3 separate regions of the Mus musculus genome follow, and regions 1 and 2 are each linked to region 3. Evidence: chromatin contacts called from public HiChIP or PLAC-seq and Micro-C data. All regions are on one chromosome and are shown on one strand. Each heading gives the region's core, a stretch centred on a gene start, on an enhancer-like site or on the middle of the called end of the contact. The rest is flanking DNA. Distances are from core to core; before and after follow the strand shown.

The links. Hi-C and Micro-C count contacts between places; a contact is called where the count stands out from the background. HiChIP or PLAC-seq counts read pairs in DNA pulled down with a chosen protein or histone mark.
Region 1: a contact with region 3 is called in an H3K4me3 HiChIP or PLAC-seq map of embryonic limb bud, with 3 times the contacts expected there. The contact joins the enhancer-like site here to the promoter of Slc38a1 in region 3. A contact is called at or near these places in 2 of 39 promoter capture datasets (the 3T3-L1 cell line and stem cell-derived epiblast-like cells), 1 of 484 Hi-C or Micro-C datasets (cortical neurons), 6 of 115 datasets of contacts at active chromatin or transcription factors (the NIH/3T3 cell line, embryonic hindbrain, embryonic limb bud and 3 more) and 1 of 9 other capture datasets (embryonic stem cells).
Region 2: a contact with region 3 is called in a Micro-C map of embryonic stem cells, with 5 times the contacts expected there. The contact joins the enhancer-like site here to the promoter of Slc38a1 in region 3. A contact is called at or near these places in 2 of 39 promoter capture datasets (both in the 3T3-L1 cell line), 1 of 484 Hi-C or Micro-C datasets (embryonic stem cells) and 2 of 115 datasets of contacts at active chromatin or transcription factors (embryonic midbrain and embryonic stem cells).

Annotation. Positions count from the first base shown.
Region 1 is chr15:97,176,995-97,179,728 of GRCm38.p6, reverse strand. No RefSeq gene overlaps it. Among named protein-coding and RNA genes, the nearest start is that of Gm33253, 4.6 kb to the left of the region's middle. Within about 2 kb of position 1,283, at least 7 of the 459 cell types and tissues checked have an H3K27ac peak or open chromatin away from gene starts, as enhancers often do.
Region 2 is chr15:97,592,517-97,595,216 of GRCm38.p6, reverse strand. No RefSeq gene overlaps it. Among named protein-coding and RNA genes, the nearest start is that of Gm41394, 26 kb to the left of the region's middle. Within about 2 kb of position 1,301, at least 19 of the 459 cell types and tissues checked have an H3K27ac peak or open chromatin away from gene starts, as enhancers often do. A contact at or near this core is called in embryonic stem cells, where this site is marked.
Region 3 is chr15:96,641,530-96,644,229 of GRCm38.p6, reverse strand. It overlaps Slc38a1 (solute carrier family 38, member 1), which reads left to right and starts at 1,317. Exons shown (of 16, transcript NM_001166458.1): 1 at 1,317-1,739.

The sequences.
Region 1 (2,734 bases), core at 34-2,533, 540 kb before region 3:
TTCTGCGGGCATTTTAAACCACCTGGTTGATGGAGATCAGGATTTTGTTAAGTTATCACATTCCAAAGGTTGGTTGGTTTGTTTGTTTTTTTAATCTGTTTCCCAGGATGCTAGCTTCAGCTTTACCCACTGCTTCCAAGATCTGACACAGGTGGCAAGGCGTAGCTATTTGGTGGCTAAAGAGCATCCAAGAGAAACTGCAGTTTGGCTCTAAAGTTGCACTGTTCCAACTTCTCCACGGTCACTGGGGTTTAATCTGTTCACCGGCTTTCTGCAGGCACAGCCTCTTTCCAGGAATTTTGGTTTACAGACCCTACCTGTTCGGTCCTGCTCAGCCTGCCCCATCCTTCACTCTCTATATCACCTGGACCCAACCGTCTCACCAGTTCAACTTGGGCCTCAGTTTGCCCTCTACCCAGGAACTGAAGTTCTAACATATTAAATCCCCTGATGACCATTTTTATGAAACACTTGGGTTTTTATTTTTTTCTAGCAGAAGGAGTTTGCCCACAGGCTCACTTCTCACAGATCTCTTCCCCACCTTGTAAAGTTTTTATGTGTCCATGTGTGTCTATCTATGTGTGTGTGTGTGCCTGTGTCTCTGTGTGTGTGTCTGTGTGCCTCTCTGTGTGTATGTTTGTCTGTGTGTCTCTGTATGTGTGTGTCTATCTGTGTCTGTGTGTGTGTGTCTATGTGCCTATTTATCTATGTGTCCATGTGTGTCTGTGTGTGTACATATATGTTCATGTGTGTCTATCTCTGTGTGTATTCTGCCTGTGTCTTTGTGTGTTTGTGCTTCTCTGTGTGTATATATTTGTATGTCTCTGTATGTGTGTGTGTGTCTGTGTTTGTGTATCTCTCTGTGTATCTGTGTGTCTGTGTGTGTATCTGTATAAATCTGTGTGTCTCTGTGTGTGTGTGTTTGTCTGTATGTCTCTGTATGTGTGTCTGTGTTTGTCTGCGTGTCTCTCTCTCAGTGTGTCTGTGTGCGTATCTCTGTGTGTGTAAACTGTACATACACTGTAGCTGAGCTGCTGTTGCCTGTAAAGTAAGCATGGCCAATGAATCCCTTTTCATTTGTTCAGATTCTTGGTTATAAGGGAATATCAGACCCTGGGCCTCTGTAGCACCAGTTTTGATTGCTATAACAATCAAATATAACAGCTTAGGAAATTACAGCCATTCTTCCAACATGATGTATGGAGGAGAAAGCAGGACAAAGCCCTCTGGTAACAGCCCGTGCTGTGTCTAATGCATTATGGAACACGGCTGGGATTTCCACTTGGCTTTTACTTTCAAATTAAAAACGCATTCCATCATGCAGTTGACAAATTACCTCTGCAGCTCTCCAGTTGACAGGACCTATCAAAGGTGATGCAGTCAAGCTGGTTAATCTAGTATATAGGAGAATTACTGTGAAAAGCCATAATCAAAATAGCCCTAAGAAGATGCAACCAGGAAATGGCTCTAGAATACCTACCCGGCCTGAGAAGTTTCCATTAGTAAAGATGTTGAAGCAATTGCTTCATAAATAAAGGCTTATTCTATTTGCACTTGCAGTGGTGATTTGAAAAATAAACCCTCCCTTGAGTCTTCAGTATAAATATCTTGTTCTGGAATTCTCTAAACTAATTTCATAGGTGGAGAATTGAGTTTCCCAGAGGCGAGGCAAGTGATATGGCCCCAGCCTCCTTCAGTGCCTCACGCTCATGGACCGTTCAGGTTTCCTGTCTGACCTATCCACAGGAGGTCACAGGCGACATGTGTGATACCTCAGAGACAGCATCTGCAGGAAGGGATTGAGATTTCTGACAGTTGTACACTTGAAGCTCCATGAAATTGTATACAGGGAGGACACAGAGTTTCTAGGCCTTCCTTTTAGCCCACTCTTCCTTGGCACTAGTTAAACTGCTACCCAGCCCCACCGGCTTCTGGTTGAATTTTAACTGGGGCACATCATCTCTGAATGGACATAGAAATAGATCTGCTGATTGGGAAGAAGAGGAGAGGGTGGGATGTTGGCTGCCTCCGATGCTGAGCCCATCTCAGAGAGGTGGGAAGCTGTTCTTCCTGCTCAGCCCCACCGGAGTTCTGGAGTTAAAGGCAGTGGGGTAGCCAGCCTTATTCTTGGTTTGGAGTTGTTCTTGCTGGTCTGATTCAAATGATCATGTTGTGTCATCCCAGAACCTGTTTCTCTATCATTCTCCGTTGGTGATCAGTCAGTGGAAAGTCCATCTGAACTTTGACCTGTCCTCTTCAGCTTACAGCATCAGGGCCAGTTTTTATCCTTTTTGCATATTCTCACGAGCATTTTAATAAGAAGTTAGAAGGAGGGGCTGGAGGGATGGCTCAACAGTTAAGCGCACTGACTGCTCTTCCAGAGGATACCCGATTTGGTTCCCAGCACTCACATGGTGGCTCTGACACAATTGCTCTTCACTTCAGTTCCAAGGGATCCAACTTCTAACCTCCATGGGCATAGGGCATCCAAGCAGAATGCATGTATACATACAGGCAAAAATGTTCATACACATAAAATAAAAGCCATAAATAATAAACAAGAGAAACTAGAAGGGTGTATGTTAGGATTTCTGTTTTGTCCAGCTTGGAAGGTTAATCTGTTTCCTGCTGTTTATGATTACAAATGGTCCATTAAGCAAAATATTTTTAATCCAGCTGAATGGAATCAACCTAACAGCGTAAGAGCTACCTTCAAGTGCACAGTCTCTTCGAC
Region 2 (2,700 bases), core at 52-2,551, 950 kb before region 3:
GGGGGAAGGAATGCCTTGGCATGGGCCTGCTGAGACATCCCCTGCTCCCATATCTCAACCACCCCCATAAAACATTCTTTCTCTCTTTATCTTTTTATCAACACATCTCAGGGGTTCTGCCAGCGTGTCTTCATGGTACCCCCTCTACTTCTGAGGATAAACCTCAGGTTTGGAGATGTTTAGAAGTGAACATATCGCCCTATACAAGAAGACCCATCCGGACGGAATCCATTGCAGAGCACAATGCTCCCCAAATCACACTTAGAGGGCCCTCCCTAAATGTCTCAGGATAGCTGTCCCAGAGGCTCTCATGTTCTCTTGCTATCTACAAGCTGTAACCCCTCCTCCCGTTGCTAGGGCTTTCTTTTCTACACTGCACAACCCCTTGGCCCCTCTTTCTCAAAGAGAAGAGAAGGCCAATGGTGAATAACATGCTTAAAGATATTTTTATTCGATTACAACTCAAAGGATACAAAGGTGCGAAAGAGGGTACTGATGTTTGCCCGGCCCTCTTGTCCTTCCATCTCATGCACCAGGCGTAAGAGCCCATCTTTAAAAGGATGGCTGTGCAGTGGTCTACACTGCCGTCTGCTAAGGTATAGTATTAAGTTCCTAGCTTTGTCTACAGTTTTGGCAGAGCTGGGAGAGAGGATCTTTCAAAAAACCAGCTGTGTGTACCTGTGGTTCTAGGAAGAGACTGTTCTTTTGTAGGGAAACAAAACCCTTTATGGGCTCTTTAAAAATCAGCCAACTGGGGGCAGGACCCCAGAAGTCAGGGGAGAGAGGGTGACTAAGAATCAGCAAGAGGCTTTGCATATGAGAGGGAAAAAAATGCAAAGGGTATCTCCAGACAGAGATCGGTCTATCCCCCACCCCCACCCTCCTGAAGATCTTTAGAAAGAACCAGGGAGGCCAGTGGCCTTGGGAGCCTGCCAGCCTACCGTCCTGAAGGAGGGAGGCTTGGACTATTCGTGTGGGTACCAAAGGAAACCAACCTCCCTGGCTCCAAGGCTTGTGTTGGCGTGAACCTTAGGCTGTTGTCCTCTCTGAGGGCTAGCCTCCTCACGCTGCCTAGAGAAGGTTCTTCTGACCTTCTGGGAACAGGGAGTGGGGTGCCAGTCAGAATACAAGAGAGGGTACAGAACGTTCGTAGATAAAAATAAACGGCCTTTGCCAGGCTGGGAAATAAATTAACTTTGCTTCAAATGTAAATGTCCCCGCAGGGGCTGAAAGTGTATTCTAATGACCTTGTAGGGCCAGATGGAAGAGGAAGAAAAACAACACATCACTGGCCTAGCCCCATCTTCTCTAGACTTTAATTTCCTCCTTTGAACAAAGGGACAATGAGGCGCTGATGGAACGGAACTGGTTGCAGGGCTGGCTGTTAAATGTGAAAAGGAAGAGATTGAGGCTTTAGAGCCACCACTTGAGCTCTACTTTAGACTAGCAACAGTCCCAACCTCTAGAAATAAGACTGGGTTAGCTAAGGTCAGGAGTGTCACTGCGCTGATTTTCTTGGTTTCCTCTCTGGATTTGTTCTGTGACTCAGTTTTCCTTTGTCTCACTCCCCTACCCCTACCCCCCCCCCCCCCCACCAAGTCTTGTTCTCAGTTTGACTGGGCTCTCCAGAAACCCTTATTTGATAGGTTCCTTCTTCTGTCGCCAGAGAAATGAGCCAATTCGAACCAGATTAGATTATGTTAAAGGCAGGTTTATTGGGAAGCTGCAAGTTCACTGGCCCCAAGGACTGGGGTCAGGGAAGTCGCCATGGGGAAAGGAGGTAGGGGAGAGAGAAAGACAGAAAGGGCATGCATGATGAGAGAGGAGAAGAAGGAAAAAGAAAAGAAACAGCGGGAGGAAGAGGAGGGGAGACACCAAAATGCCTGGATTACATAGATGGTAACTGAAACCCACTGCCTATGACACATCCTAGTAGTTAGCAATCTCCAACTATTGGTCGGCCATTAATTCAACCCTAAGGTCTTATCAAGAAATTCTGCCAAGTGGGCAAGATGACCCCAAGTAACAACACTCTTCAAAAAGAAGAACGTTAAAATACGTAAGCAAAGGAGAGCCTAAAAGCCTGGCTGTGATCACCGTTCTATCTGCGCAGGGATTAAAGGCTTCTTGCATCTAAGGAACATCTCCCACCGCGATGCCTGTCCTTGGAAATCTGTGCATTGCCGATTCTTACCCTGAAGAATGCTAATGTCTCCTCCGGGCTTTTTCCATGCGGTGGTGCAGTGGTGCACATACAGCTACTGCCTAAAATCAAAAGACCGAGCCGAGCCCCTTCATTTATTGTTCTCCTTTAATCTGCACTTTGTTTTGAATAAAGGGACACCTGTTAATCCCACTGGGTGAGAATAAGACCACTACTACAGTTTGGAGCTGAATTTGAAGCAAGCTTTAATTATGTACTGGTCAGAATGAAGGACTCAGGCTCGGTCCATTCTGGGCTTCCCTGAAAATACTGATGAGTTACACTTTGCAGGGGCTTATAAAGGCAACCTCGTACGGTCTCACCCAGCCCAATGGGGGTTAGGGGAAGCATATATCCAGACGTATTTCCTGCCTGGTACTTCTTACCTCCATGTGATCAAGCACATGCAGTGTAGTTGGGTCAAACAAACTTGTGTAGGGGACCAAACCCGCGTGGCTGGTAATCTTCCATGAACAATAGCCTCCAGCATTTCAGTA
Region 3 (2,700 bases), core at 68-2,567:
ATTCAGTCATAATCGTAACAAAATCGTAAATTTTGACTTCCTCTAGGAAGAAAGGTAAAAAGAATGGACTTTCGGTGTAAACTTAGAGTGTTACTATAATACATAAGTTTTTCACACAAAGAAGGAGCAACAGGACAAAAAAAAAATGGGGTGGGGGGTGGGGGGAGATGCTGTGTTTGAGGAAGAAACTGCCCTTCTGATTGCAGTGACCTTCCGGTTTCCAGGCATGTTCAAGAACACACCTCCCACTTGTTTCTTTGGAAGCCAGTGTTTAACTCACCACGACCATTTACGGCCATTGGAAGGGAGCAAGAATACCAGCCACTAAAAAGCTTAAATCTTGGTTGGCCCCCCACTTTCCCAGAGGAGACTGAAAATCTGTAAGCACCGCAAAACAGCATTCATTACTCAGCCTCTTGAAAGGCTCCAGGTAGAGTCATTTTTGAATCATGATTCAACCGCCATTTCTTGTTTTGATGGAACAGTGATGGCTAACATGTTGATGGCTAACTTTATGTTTAAAAATCTCTGTGCTTAAAGCAAATTTCGACCTCCAAATGTTAAGCGCTACTAGGGGTTAATCTTTATTATTATTATTATTATGGTTTTTTTTTTAACTGCTGGTTCTGCTTCTGTAAACAAGCTTGCAAGAGAACAGATTGAAGCTTTGTATTCTTTGCCTTTGTAAACCCTTGGCTGAGGTGTCTGGGTGCTACATTCGGAATTCCATCTCGGCGTCAGTGTCTGAATAAAATCCTCTTGGTTAAAATTTATTAGTGGTCAGGCTGATGAATCTCCGGCCGGACCCAAAACAGGAGCCATCCGGATGAGAGGGACTCAGGCTTCCACGCGGCAGACTCCGTGGTGGTGGTGGTCTCATTGGCTGGTGTGTAGGTGGGATTTCCTGTCGCCATTTTAAGGAGAAGCGACTGTGCCAGCCAGTCAGTTAAGGGGCTGCACTTCAGACAAAGAGTGGGGCAGGAGAAGTAACCCGAGGCGGATATGGCTTTCAGCCTGTTCCTTTTTCCAGGCCCAGCAAGGGTAGAGTCACGTGGCCGGGGCAGCAGGGCTATTGGTGCAGACCCCTTGGGTTATTGTCACACTCTGAGTCCCAAGGGGTCCCCAGAGCTGCTCTGGGGGGGGGGGGGGCGGGACTGTAGGTGTCCAGGTTTCCAAAGGTGTCCCCGCGCGTCCCGTAGTCCACCACCGCCCCTGGGTCGCGGGGCTACCCTCACGCTGCTCCCTTCCCACAATGCAACTCCGTTCGGTGAGGCCCTGGCGTACCCCAAGAGACGGCCCCCTGCCACCGCCTGGGCGAGTGAGCCGCTCCACCTCCAACCCCGAGGGTGCGGGTGCGGCAGCTGTGGCCCCAGCTGAGGCCCCGGGAGGGCGCAGGCAGGTGCCGGGAGGCCCGCAGCCTCCGTATGCTCGGGTACCACCAGCGCGTTGTTCGCGCATCCGCTCGCACTGCCCTTCCTGGATGCTCGGTGTCCGCCAGCCGCGGTCGCCTTGCGGTCTGGTAGCCCAGGGGGGAAGAGGAGCAAGAAGGCGCGGCGACCAGCGGCATGTGACCCGCACTGCTCTACCGCACACAGCTCAACTCCGCCGGCGCGCGGGCATGGAGGGATGATGGTCTGAAAGGCCGCGCTCCCGTCCCCAAACTGCCGAAGAGAAAGGGCGACGCGCCTCGCAGGAGCCAATGAGTCAGGTTGGAGCCCCTCCGCGCCGGGCGTGTGAATGTAAGTGCTGGCGGGCAGAGTGTGGGTGGGGGGAAACTGATGCAACCAGCCCTGGGAGGAGGAGGAGGAGGAGGAGGAGGAGGAGGAGGAGGAGGAGGAGGAGGAGGAGGAGGAGGAGGAGGTGGTGGTGGAAAAGGAGGAGGAGGAGGAGAGCTGTGGCCACGCCACTCTTCCTGAAGGTCGCCGGTAACCCGGCCTTTTACCTTCCTCCGAAACCCGCCACGCGGATCCTCCCCGCCCAGTCTTACAGACCTGGGGCCACCTTTCCCTAGCTAGTCCTTGACACAAAAAAGGACATCTAACTGCCGGGGACGGCCTGGAAGGGCGGACACTTTGGTGGCGCCTTTCCCTTTATTTCTCGAGGTAAGGTGCTTTTGGAGGGCAGAGGGAGCGGCGACTTGGAGGGAAGGGGAGTTTGAACAGGAAGGGAAGGAGGTAACTCAGACAGCCTCCATGTCTCGTGGACACGGGCAGAGCGTCGCGGCGCCTTTCTAGAAGGCAGGAGTCCGGTGCCCTTCCCTGAACGCAGGGACTCCAGATACCGCCGTGGCGTACAGTACCTTACTTTGTAGACCTGGTTTTATGGTGATGGAGTGTGCCACCAGATCTGGTGTCACTTTCGCGAATTAGGAACCAAGCATGCGATGTAAGGGGCATAAGGTACACCGAGGAGTGAATCAGTCTGCATCTTGGGACTGGCCGGCAGCGGAGCCTCGGAGACCGGCTCCCCAGCGCGGTAAACAGGTGCACGTTGGCTGCACCTCCACGGGCTCGGCCCCTGTCTCCGTTCCGGTTAGTGGGATGATGCTGGCAGTGACTCACTTTCCTCTCCCTCTCTGGAGGCTCTCTCCCGAATGAAGAGCCAGTGATAGGCTACTTCCTCTAGAGCCTGGTCCGGTGGGGCGGGAGAACAAAAGGCCACTGCTTGCGCAGGACCCTTGCGCCCTGGTCTCCCCTCCCC